Linked DNA regions of Triticum aestivum: region 2 is linked to region 1. The links are chromatin contacts, called in public Hi-C maps. All regions are on one chromosome and are shown on one strand. Each heading gives the region's core, a stretch centred on a gene start, on an enhancer-like site or on the middle of the called end of the contact. The rest is flanking DNA. Distances are from core to core; before and after follow the strand shown. Region 1 holds the start of LOC123129376 (protein DEHYDRATION-INDUCED 19 homolog 2). Region 2 holds the start of LOC123129396.

The links. A called contact is a pair of places that touch in the nucleus more often than the background predicts.
Region 2: a contact with region 1 is called in a Hi-C map of leaf, with 3 times the contacts expected there. The contact joins the promoter of LOC123129396 here to the promoter of LOC123129376 in region 1. A contact is called at or near these places in 2 of 5 Hi-C or Micro-C datasets (both in leaf).

What each region holds. Positions count from the first base shown.
Region 1 is chr1B:434,681,533-434,687,023 of IWGSC CS RefSeq v2.1, reverse strand. LOC123129376 (protein DEHYDRATION-INDUCED 19 homolog 2) reads left to right here and starts at 3,650. Exons shown (of 5, transcript XM_044549568.1): 1 at 3,650-3,935; 2 at 4,038-4,195. The coding sequence starts at 3,854.
Region 2 is chr1B:435,079,959-435,085,695 of IWGSC CS RefSeq v2.1, reverse strand. It overlaps LOC123129396, which reads left to right and starts at 3,865. Exons shown (of 1, transcript XM_044549582.1): 1 at 3,865-4,691. The coding sequence starts at 4,013. The coding sequence ends at 4,510.

The DNA.
Region 1 (5,491 bases), core at 2,401-4,900:
CTGCCTAAAACGCCAACACCATCCCTGAACAAGCATCGACCACCAAAGCACGGACGCACGGTGACCGTGCTAGTTGGAGAGGAGGATGCCGGGAGGTTGGAGTTGGCCTCGGGCTTCCTCCCATCCCATCCATCCTGTCCCTCACGCCGAAGCTTGGCGGATCCAGCGTCCTTGCACACCACCATGCCGCCCGGCTGGATGTGATGCCCCCCGCAGCGAGCGGTTCCCTATGTCGCACGACTGCAGCTCCCAGCGGCGCGTGCTCAAGCACGACGGCCGGTCGGATGTGACACTCGTGATGTCGCACGACCGCGGCTCCTAGAAGCGTGTGCTCAAGCGCGACGGCCGACTGGATGTGACGCCCCCGGCAGCGCGTGTTGGATGCACAATGGTGGTGGCGGGTTCTTGCTACCACATTTGCCCCGCGACTTCATTGGTTTGTGTAGCAGGGGAGCGAGGTCGTGGGAACGGGCTGTTCCGCGTGCTCCGCTCGATTTCAAGAGACCTCTCGGGGTGAATAATCAGGGAATATGCCATTCCTTGGAATCGGTTGGTTCCGGTTCCTTCGATGATCCAAACGAGGAATGGGTCTTCAGGACAGACCCGACCCGTGCCGTTCCACATGATGACACAAACCAGACACACCATTAATTGGCATACCAGAGATTGACGCAAACCCTAGACTTTCTCATCATAAGACTGTTACTTTGCACTCTATTTTATGACTTTAAGGCATCTTCTGAACTTTAGTTTGTCAGGGTCTAACACGAAGCCCGGGGACATCGGCGGCAACAAGCGTGTGGGATCGGTGGATCGAGAAACATGCAAGATGGAACATCGGAATTGGGCATCCGTGCAAGTTCATGAGGTGGCTTAGGTAGACTCTGACAACTGGGCTGGCAAGGCATCCCGACCCTGTGATAAGAAAGGCTTGGCTCGAATTTTCCCATGTCTAGCTAAGTCGATTCGACTCGGGTTGATTCAACCCTTGCCGGTTGTTGGTGCCATCCGTCACCGTTCGACGCTTCTTCTGCCTTCTGTATCTAGCACTTCTTCCTTCTCCTTCACAACCCCAATCCTTTTTGTTGAGTTGCGTGTACGTGAATGTGTATGTTTGTTCTATATTTTTCAGAAAAGTCAAAAAACTGTGTTATTAATCTGGTTTCAACTGAGAATACAGAATCATGAAATACTTCTTTTTTTCGAGAGTACGCCAATGGCGTACCTTATCTTTATAGAAGGTAGAAAGAAAATGTACAAGAGAGGCTCGAGCTAGATGCTAGGATCTAAACTCGGCCAACACCCATTACACCCAAACCACTCTACTCTCTAAATCTACTCTCTCACAAAATGTGTTAAACCACCAACACCTACACCGGCTTGTCTCCATTGTTGTACTTCTCTGACTATGTCGTCAACCAATTCTCTTGGGGTTCGTTGTTGCTGTAACCTATTGAACACACACGCGTTCCATTGCTTCCACAACTCCCATCCGACCAAGATGACAAAAGTGTTGTAGCCTCTCTTTAGACCCTTAGGCATCCCCATCCTAGTCTCGATCCACCAATCGAGGAAGGTATCGTCCACCACCGGAGGCTGAATATTTAGGGTTAGGTCTTGAAAGCAGGTGTGCCACACCTGTCGAGCATAACCACATTTTACCAAGATGTGTTCGGCATTGTCTTCATCCTGCACGCATGTGTAGCAGGCGAACGGTTGATCTTGTAATCCATGCTTTGCCCTTTGGTCAGAAGTCCAGATACGGTGCTGCACAGCCAGCCAGATGAAGATCTTGCACTTCAAAAGTGCCCAACTTTTCCAGATGCAGGAGGCATACGGAGCCCATTCATCACCGAGGCATAGTCTTTGGTAGGTTGATTTGGCCGAGTATAAACCTAAAGGATCGGCAGGCCAAGAGAAGCAGTCCGAATTGCTCGGATCCCTTTGCACCGTATTAATGGCTAGATTCAGGTGCACCAGCTGTAAATGGCCAACCAAATTCAGCTCCCCATTGATATCATGCAGCCACCGACCATTCTCCAGCCCTTCACTGACCGTACGTTTATTCCTTGTGCGAGTGTCAACCAAAGCGTGAATCATGGGTGCAATATCATTCACCGCAAAGCCATGAATCCACCGGTCCCGCTAGAAGAGAACCTTAGTGCCCTCGCCCACCTCAATCTTGACCATGCTGTCAAAAACAGCTCGAGCATCCTCATCCTCTATCATGCGCAGGCCCCGCCAAGGTCTCTCTGAGTCTGTGCATTTCAACCATTCCCATCGGACCCTAAGTGCGAGCCCCTTCAACTTAAGGTTCTTGATGTCGAACCCTCCGAAGCACGTGGGCTTGCAGACCGCATTCCACGCTACCATGCAATTGCCACCCGAGACCTGATCCTTCCCCGCCCAGAAGAATGCTCTCATCCATTTTGTCAAGCTCCTCGAACACCCATGCCGGTGCGTCAGTGATCATGAAATGGTGGATAGGTTTCGCCGCGACCACCGACTTGACCAGCACAAGGCGCCCGGATCTTTGTAGCAGGCCACGTTGCCAACCAGGAGCACACTTCTTTGCTCTATCCAACATGGGCTGCCAGTCCGTCTTCTTTAGTTGATGTATGGCGAGTTGCAATCCAAGGTATTTGCAGGGAAACTTCCCCAACTCGCACTCCAGAAGGTTGGATACCCTGATCCTATCTTCCTCTTCACCGTGAATGAGAATAGCAGATGACTTTCCATAGTTAACCCTTAGCCCAGACGCATCTCCGAAAGCTTTAAGCGCCATGGTCACGAACCTGAGATCTACCTCGTTTGGCCTGACAAACAGAGCCACGTCATCGGCGTATATCGACACACTTTGATTAGGCCTGATGCCGGTAAATGGCTTCAGAACACCTTCCTCTGCGCCCTTAACCATGATGCAGGAGAGCGCATCCATCGCAATGATGAACAAAAGAGGGGACACCGGGTCGCCTTGTCTCAAACCTTGGGTGAGCCAGAAACTCCTGCCAGGTACGCCATTGACGAGTACTTTAGTAGAGGCCGTGCGCAGTAGGATGGCGATCCATGCTAACCATCTCTGTCCAAAACCTTTGCGCCTCATAACTTCAAACAGGAAGGGCCAAGATATAAAATCAAACGCCCTCGACATGTCTAACTTCAGGAACACCCCCGCTTCTTTACGTGCATGGATCTTTCTGGCCACTTGCCTCACAAGGAGGAAGTTGTCATGCAAGTGCCTGCCACATATAAACGCTGACTGATTGGCCATGACAATTTCCTTCATTCTTCTCCTTGCACGGTTAGCCAACATCTTGGCGAAAAGTTTAGCAGCGCTGTGGGTAAGGCTGATAGGACGAAAATCCCCAACCAACTCCACATCGGATTTCTTAGGGATGAGCAGAGGAAATACTTCTTCTCAAGTACTACTACCTAGAAATTCCGATTTCCCACTCTTCTAACCCTTTAATTAAGAAATGAAGGCCCCCCTGCTACGCTGCAACCATTTCGCAGCACCAACCATCAGTCACGTGACAGAATCTCACCAAAAATACCACCGCTGACAGCGACGCCCCACCGTGCAGTTACCAGTGGCTCACCGTAGACCAGGTGCAGGCACCCACCAACTACCACCCTCCCCCCACCTTTCCGTCCCATAATTCATTCCAATCACTCACACGCACCGACCCACACCGGAGCAAACGGCCAACAAACACCGCACGCTCGCGCGCACACCGAAGCAGTGGAAAGAGAGGAGCGGACAGAAAAGCCTGGAAAGCCAAAAAAGAATTCACCAGCACAAAGGGGAAAGGAGAGAGAGAGAGGCGAGGCTAGGGTTTCGTCCAATTCCGCCATGGATTCCGGCGACGCGTGGGGCCGCTCCTCCTCCACCTCCTCCTCCGCCGCCGCCGCGAGGCGCCTGCAGTCCCGCTACGGTACGATCGATCGGTCGGCCCGATTTCGCCCTCGGTGTTGGCCTCGTTGGTTTTTGATTCGACGTTGGGGCTGATGCGTGATTCGCTGTGGTCGTACGTCAGATCTGTACATGGGGTTCGACGACGCGGACGCCGGCGGGGACGAGGTGGAGGCGCGCGGGGCGGAGGCATACAACTGCCCCTTTTGCGGCGAGGACTTCGACTTCGTCGGGCTCTGCTGCCACATCGACGACGAGCACGCCGTCGAGGCCAAGAGCGGGGTATGTCGCCTCGCCCTTTCTGATGATTCGCGTTCTTGTGACTCGCTCGGCCGGGTCCCGTTTGAGCCTTTGAAATAATTTTTGCCGAAATGGGACATTTTACGCCAAGTGTCGTTAGGATGCGCCACGCTTCAGGACGGAAATGTTGATAATGGTGCAACTAAGGGACCTGTACGTTTTAGTGGTTCGGAAAATCCATTGTTCTTGTAATTTTGATATGGAATAGGTTTATTGCTCTGTAGATTGCTGAAAAGATGAGACTCTTGAATGTTCTGCTGGAGAATTCTTGTTTGTCTGTGGTAGTTCAGGTTGGAAATGTAGAAAACAAGTTACCTTTTGGGTGGCTGCGTTGGAACATTTTAGGAACCAACTCCTTTGACAGAGCTTTTTTATGGTGTTGCTGGTTGGAATTGCGGGATTTGGTTGGCCTCTGTCGTTCCTACAGGAGTCTTTATGAATCTAGTGATTATGATTCTTGGGAATTTTTTCTTTGGCCAGTTTGGTTATGGAATGTAGTTCCCTTGGGTTGTAGGAGTATTAGGTATTGTTGGTTCTGGAGTGAACGACTGGTGCAACTAGATGAAAGTCTGAAACAATTTTGTGTTATAGCTGGCCAATAAGATTGGCTGTACACAGTGGCAAATTGAGCATGAAAGTGGAGGATATGCTCAAAGCTTAATACACTAATCTGAATAAAGGAAATAAATATCAAATGTAGGCTTGTTGAATTTAAATTTTAGATTGTGCATCAAATAATCATGACATCAGTGAAATTCTCCACTTCTCCTAACATTCGTAATGAAAGTGTGAAGCGGTAACTTCTGAACAACAACCATCAACTTTGGTAAAATTCTTAGCATATAGCCCACTTGGTCTAAAATATAAGGCGCACCGGTTCGTTGAGATATATCTTTGACTAAACAGTTAAAAAATGTGGACTATCTTATACGAAATCGGTATTATTCAAAAGTTCATTCCAACACGAATCCAACAAGGTCATTTTTAAATCACACAATCCACATATTGTTGACCAATTAAATTCTTGATCAAAGATAATCTTGAGAAACATGTGCTATGTTTTACCTCCGTTCCAAATTAGTTGTCTTAGATTTGTCTACATACGGATGTATCTACGGAGGGAGTATACTTGTTAGTATTGAATTTGGAAAGAAAAGAAGTTGCTTGAATCAAGAAAATCTCGTATAGCTACAGACCACTGCTCGCCTCCCCTGCTACACGGTCTCTGGTTGCCAACGTGTTGGGCGACACGAGACGACGAGAGAGGGTTCAACACAG
Region 2 (5,737 bases), core at 2,616-5,115, 400 kb before region 1:
CCGTCGTCCGTTTGGCTCAGCACGGATAGAAAAAGTCGGCCCAACGCGCCAACCAAACGGACGCGCGTCCGCTTTTCGTCCGGGGCGATCCATTCCCGGCCCACTTTTTAGCCGGATTTGCGTCGGCGCGGACACGCGACGGGCGCGCGCGCTCGCCCTCTCCTTCCCTGGGGCCCGCTGGTCTGTGTCACATCGCTCTTCCCAATCCAACAACAACCCTCACCCTCCTCCTTCGTCGCCGACGCCGCCGCCCATTTTTTTTGCCGGTGAGTGTGCCAGCTGCCGGGGCCTCCACATCCGTCCAGCTAGGCCGCCCACTCCCACGTCGCCCGCCGCCGACGTCTTGCCGCCAGGAGCCGACTGGTTCCCTCCCCCCGCCCCCCACCACCACCACCACACAGCCGCCCACGACCAAGAAGCCACCTCGCCGCCCGGCCAGATCCTCACCGGCACGCTCGCTGGACGCCGGCAGGACATCAACTGGTCCGTGCGCGTCGCGACTCCCTTCACCGGCCTTCTCCTTCGCCGAAGTCCGCAAGTTGTTCGACAGTTTGCCAAGGTACAAAATGGACTCCGCCGACGAGTTTTTTTTCACAATTTCCTTTGCAACTCCGACGATTCGTCCTCCGATGACAAGGAAGAGATATTGGCTGCCGTGTTGGTCCATCACCACCTCAACAGTCAGCGGCCATTGTTCTGTGGCTCCATTCCAGCCCACCGTCCGGCGTTGAATCGCAACCGAGAGAGCGTGCATTTCCTTCTTTGGAAGGACTACTTTGATACAACAAACCCGTTATTCAAACATCAGAAATTCCGCCGCTGTTTCCGTATGAGTAGGCATGTTTTCAACCGTATTAGAGAGGGGGTGGTCGGCTATGATGATTATTTTGAGTGCAAAGAGAATGCCATTGGCAAGATTAGTTTTTCCTCTTATCAGAAATGCACTGCCGCCATCCGAATGCTTGCATACGGAGTGCCCGATGATCTCATTGACGAGTACGTTCGTATGAGCGAGTCTACTTGCCTAGAGCCCCTGTATAAGTTCTGCAAGGCTGTTATTGCTGTATTTGGCCCTGAGTATTTGAGAGAGCTGACTGCTGAAGATACAACCCATTTGTTGGCGATGAATGCTAGCAGGGGCTTCCCGGGGATACTTGGTAGTATAGACTGCATGCATTGGGAGTCGAAGAACTGCCCTTCTGCTTGGTAAGGGTGGTACAAGGGCCATGTCAGGGCTTGCACTATCATACTTGAGGTCGTGGCGTCCCAAGATCTCTGGATCTGGCACTCTTTTTTTGGCATGGCCGGATCACACAATGATATCAACGTGCTTCAGCGCTCGCCGGTGTTTGCTAGGCTTGCCGAAGGCAACAGCCCACCGGTGAACTTTACTATCAACGGTCACACCTACGACAAAGGATACTATCTAGGTGGCGGTATCTATCCTCAGTGGACCACTATTGTGAAGACAATACCCAACCCTGTCGGAGAGAAGAGGAAAAGATTTGCCGAAGAGCAAGAGAGTGCTAGAAAGGATGTCGATCGTGCCTTTGGTGTTTTGCAATCTCGATGGGGCATCGTTCGGTATCCTGCTAATACCTGGAGCACACAAAAACTGTAGGAGGTGATGACTACTTGTGTGATCATGCATAATATGATCGTAGAAGATGAGCGCCCAGAACGTCTGTATGATCAAGGGTTTCAGTTTCAGGGTGAAAATATTGTGCCTGAGCATGGAGTATCGACAACGTTTGAACAGTTCACCCAATTTCATGAAAACATGCATGATTGGGAAACTCACATGCAACTGCAAAATGATTTGATTGAGAATATGTGGGCTCATGTTGGCAACCAATAGATGTATCTTTTTTTATTCGTTTGCAAAATTATGCGAGACCTTTTTATTTTCATTTGGCTTGTAATAAATTATGCAATTTTATTCGGTTCAAAACAATTTTATTTTGATTCAAACTATGCAATATACAAAAAAAAATAGAGGGCAGGCAGCCACACCGGCACATATGGGTCAGCGTGTTGGGCACCCTGCTGACCCATATCTAAAAGAGGGCGGACGCCGGACGGATGGCCGACCCAAACGAATAAAAAGCGGACGAAATCATCATCCGTTTGGGTCGGCTCGTTGGAGTTACTCTTATTAGATAACAAACTTTGCCCGCACTCTCATCCACCGGAAATCAGAACTAAGATTTCAGATCTTGGGTGTCCCTTTTATCAAAAACGGATCCTTTTTCATACTATATTTTAAACTATGCAGCTCCATTTTCTGGTAGATATGGTGCGAGTAAATGTTTCACCCGAGTATGCCTAGTACTTGGTGTATAGAACATTTTTTTTGCACGAGATGATCATTTTTTTCCCGTGAAACAGGAATAGAAATAAAGTGATGTACTAAACGCCGTAAGTTAGTGGTACAATCTGAGATGAGGTTAAATCGTAGTTTTCTTTAAAGGAGGATGACCCAGCCTCTGCATCTGGAGGACGCATGCAACCATTTTATTAATTATTCATAAAGACCTTATAAAGTATTTCACTAGTAAGTCTGAAGCCACCATCTTGACAACATCTGTCTTCTCCTATCCACTTGATGAACGGGGGCCGAATGTCCGACCCGAATACCAAAATGACCTCGCACCTAAGCCTAACATCTAAAGTCGAAGGTCCCTTGCCGTGTCTGGGGCACACACCAATCTGGCGCACTCTCGGTGGGCACGCATGCAGCCGCTGTAGAGGCCGTCGCCACCATCTTCCCCCGATCCATCTTCGGAGCAGGTACTGACACATCCACCTTGCCAGGCCTGCCGTCGACGCCACCACAATGCCAGACAGTGCCCCCGCCCTGCACGAGCCCATCATCTCACGTCCGTCACCGAGACCCCGCTGCGCCACGCCGTCGGGACTCATTGTCGTCGACGCATTAGATGTACACCACTCCGTTTCTCGCGTCCTCCGTCCAGTAGCTGCTCCAAAACAATGCCATCATGAGGGAGAGCAACACCGAGAGCACGGCCATCGTCCGATCCGGATACCCGAATCTGGGGTTTCCCCCGGAACAATGAGTGAGTAGAAGGTGGCTGCAATGGCAATGCCTTCAACAAGGTAACGACGCGTAGACGCCGCCATCGCCTGCCATGACTGTAGTCGGAGCTCAGTTTTCACTGGCAGTCGCGCCTCCCCAACTCACCGCCTAGACTAGCTGTGGGATCTAGGGATCCGCCACAACCAGCCATCCGACCACCTCCGGCGTAGGAGGAGGCCACCACCGCCATCCTCGGGGCCGGAGACCCCGGCTTCCTCGAGCTGCGGGACTAGCCCAGGAACCTGCAAGCTGACATTGGAGATGTTGAGATCCAGCCGATACAACAACCTGGTTGGCTGCCCGTCTCAACCATCTGGGCCTAGATCAGGTGCGTCCATCGCCGCCTCCACACGCCGCCCTTGACCGTCCGTCATCTCAGGTTGCAGATCCTGGCCGCCGCCTCCCCGCGACATTGCCGTTGAATGGCCAGTAGGGAACGCTGCCGCCTCCCCGCGACACTGTCGTTGAATGGCTAGTGCAGAACGCCGCCACCTCGATTTGATCTATGGCCGAGGATATCCGCTGCCACGTCACACGGGCTTTGCCCGGCGACGCCCCCGGCAGCGGTGGCCGGAGGAAGGAGGTTGGTGCGGAGGAGGCCTCGAGCCGGCCGGCAGGGGCTGCCCTTGTGCGACCCGGCGCGGCCGCACAGGAGCAATCGCAGTAATCTAGAATCTAGTAGTACAAAGGCATCGTGAGTTATTTTAACTCAGAGAGGAAAAAAAAACACCAACTCTGTGATGACACAGGTATAAGTGCAGGGCAGCTAGCTGGTGCTACTAGTAGAGCACACACACGCACGACACACCGCTCCTGCCATTACAAACCACCCACCATTTTCGTACACCACGCGGGATCAGGGCACCCAGTCCAGCCTTCCGCGGCTCCACGGAACCAAGAAGCCCGAGAGCAGCCATGGCCGGCGCGTCCGCCACCAGCACCCGCAAGGGCGGCATCAAGGCCTACTGGAAGCACCGCGGGTACGACCGCCTGGACGCGGCCGCCGCGCAGCGCCGCCCGGCCCTCGCCACGGCCGAGCTCGGCGCCGGAGGCAAGGCACCGGCGACCGCGGGCCGTCGGCGCGGGTGGCGCGTGCGGCGCCGCGGCCTCGGGCGGCGCCTCCTGCGCGCGCTCTCGCCGCGGCGGCTGCTGACGCGGCTCCGGGATGCGTACGTCAACGCGATGCTCCGGCTCGCGTCCTCCGCCGCCGTGGGCTACGGCTCCGCCCCGTTCTGTGCCGCCAGCGAGCCCTTCGCGCGGCCGCGGCCGCTCAAGGAGTACGACGAGAAGGTGCTGGTGGAGATGTACCGGTCCATCCTGGCCCGCGGCGGCGTCATCCCTCTCTCCGGCGACGCCTCGCTGGTGGTGGGCCCCGCCCCGATGGCGATGCCGGCCGCGGCCACGGTGGCCTGACCGCCCACACCGGTCGACTGGCGCGGCGCGGACGCAAGCTTGTCACGCCATTTGCCCCTTCGTTTCGCCGCGCAGAACTCGTGAACTGCACTGGTGCCATCTAGCGTGTATGTTGGGATTTCTGTGGTACTACGTCTTGCTGCAATTTGCAAAATGATCTACCTACAGTATTGGTATTGCAGTATTGCTCAAGTGATCTTCCGTTTCTTCTTCCTCTTACGCATTTTAATCCGTAAAACTGGTGCGGAAGCCTCGGAAGCTGGCTGTGCTGTCGGCGATTGTTTACTGGAGTTCGCAGGATTTTGCGGGAATAAGTTTCAAGTTTGGTTCCGTAGAAACATGGCGTTTCAAGCCGTGGCATTTTACGGTTGGTCGCATATAATTAAGCGTGGATGGTAACAGAATTAATGTGCAAGAATCAGGAAAAGCGGAGAATGCGCAACCTTTTAGCTTTATAGAATATTGTTGCGGTTGACGGTGCTAGCCATACAGACTGGCAGGGCTGCTAGTATTTAAAGTTCAGTAGCGCCACAACAACCTACGTGGGTGAGATGGGATGAGCCGGCGCTTAGCCGCCCGCTCACGCTCTTCTCGACTTGGTTAAGAATAATTGTTCGTGTCCTTATGTGCATGGCTGAAGGTTTCTGTTGTGATTATCGAGCTGGAGATTATGAGAACACCATCTGTAAGATTTTCAGTCCATAGTCATGCTGTACCGCCTTCAGGGAGATAGTGTACCGCCTTCAGTTGGATTTTAGAGCATATTTAGCCGCGCCCACAACACGGCCCTCCAAGGCGATTTTTTCGCGCCGGTGACAAAAAACGGCCCAGTCGCGTTTTCGGGAGCCCGTTTTTCGTTGGTTTTGGACCGAAATTAGCGCCGGCGGACCCGGCGCGCTGGGGCGCCCGGAGGCGCCGGGGCGAGCGATTTTGACGCGAAAGAGCCACGGGCCCGCCGAGTCAGCGATGCACATCTCGTCGTCCTCGGAACGCCTCGGTTTCCCGTGTGGAATCAATGGCAAGGTTGCCGCCGTTCGGCCTTGGCATTGATTCCTTATCACGTGCGGCGCGGCGACGCCTCCCCTTTCACCACGCGTACACACGGCGCGGGGCTATAAAACCAGTGCCTCCCCCTCGCCTCTGGCCACAACAGCCCACAGCCGCCCGCCGCCGAGCTCTGCCTCTCTCCCCGTGCAGCCGCCCGCCGACATTTCTTCCCTTCCCTCT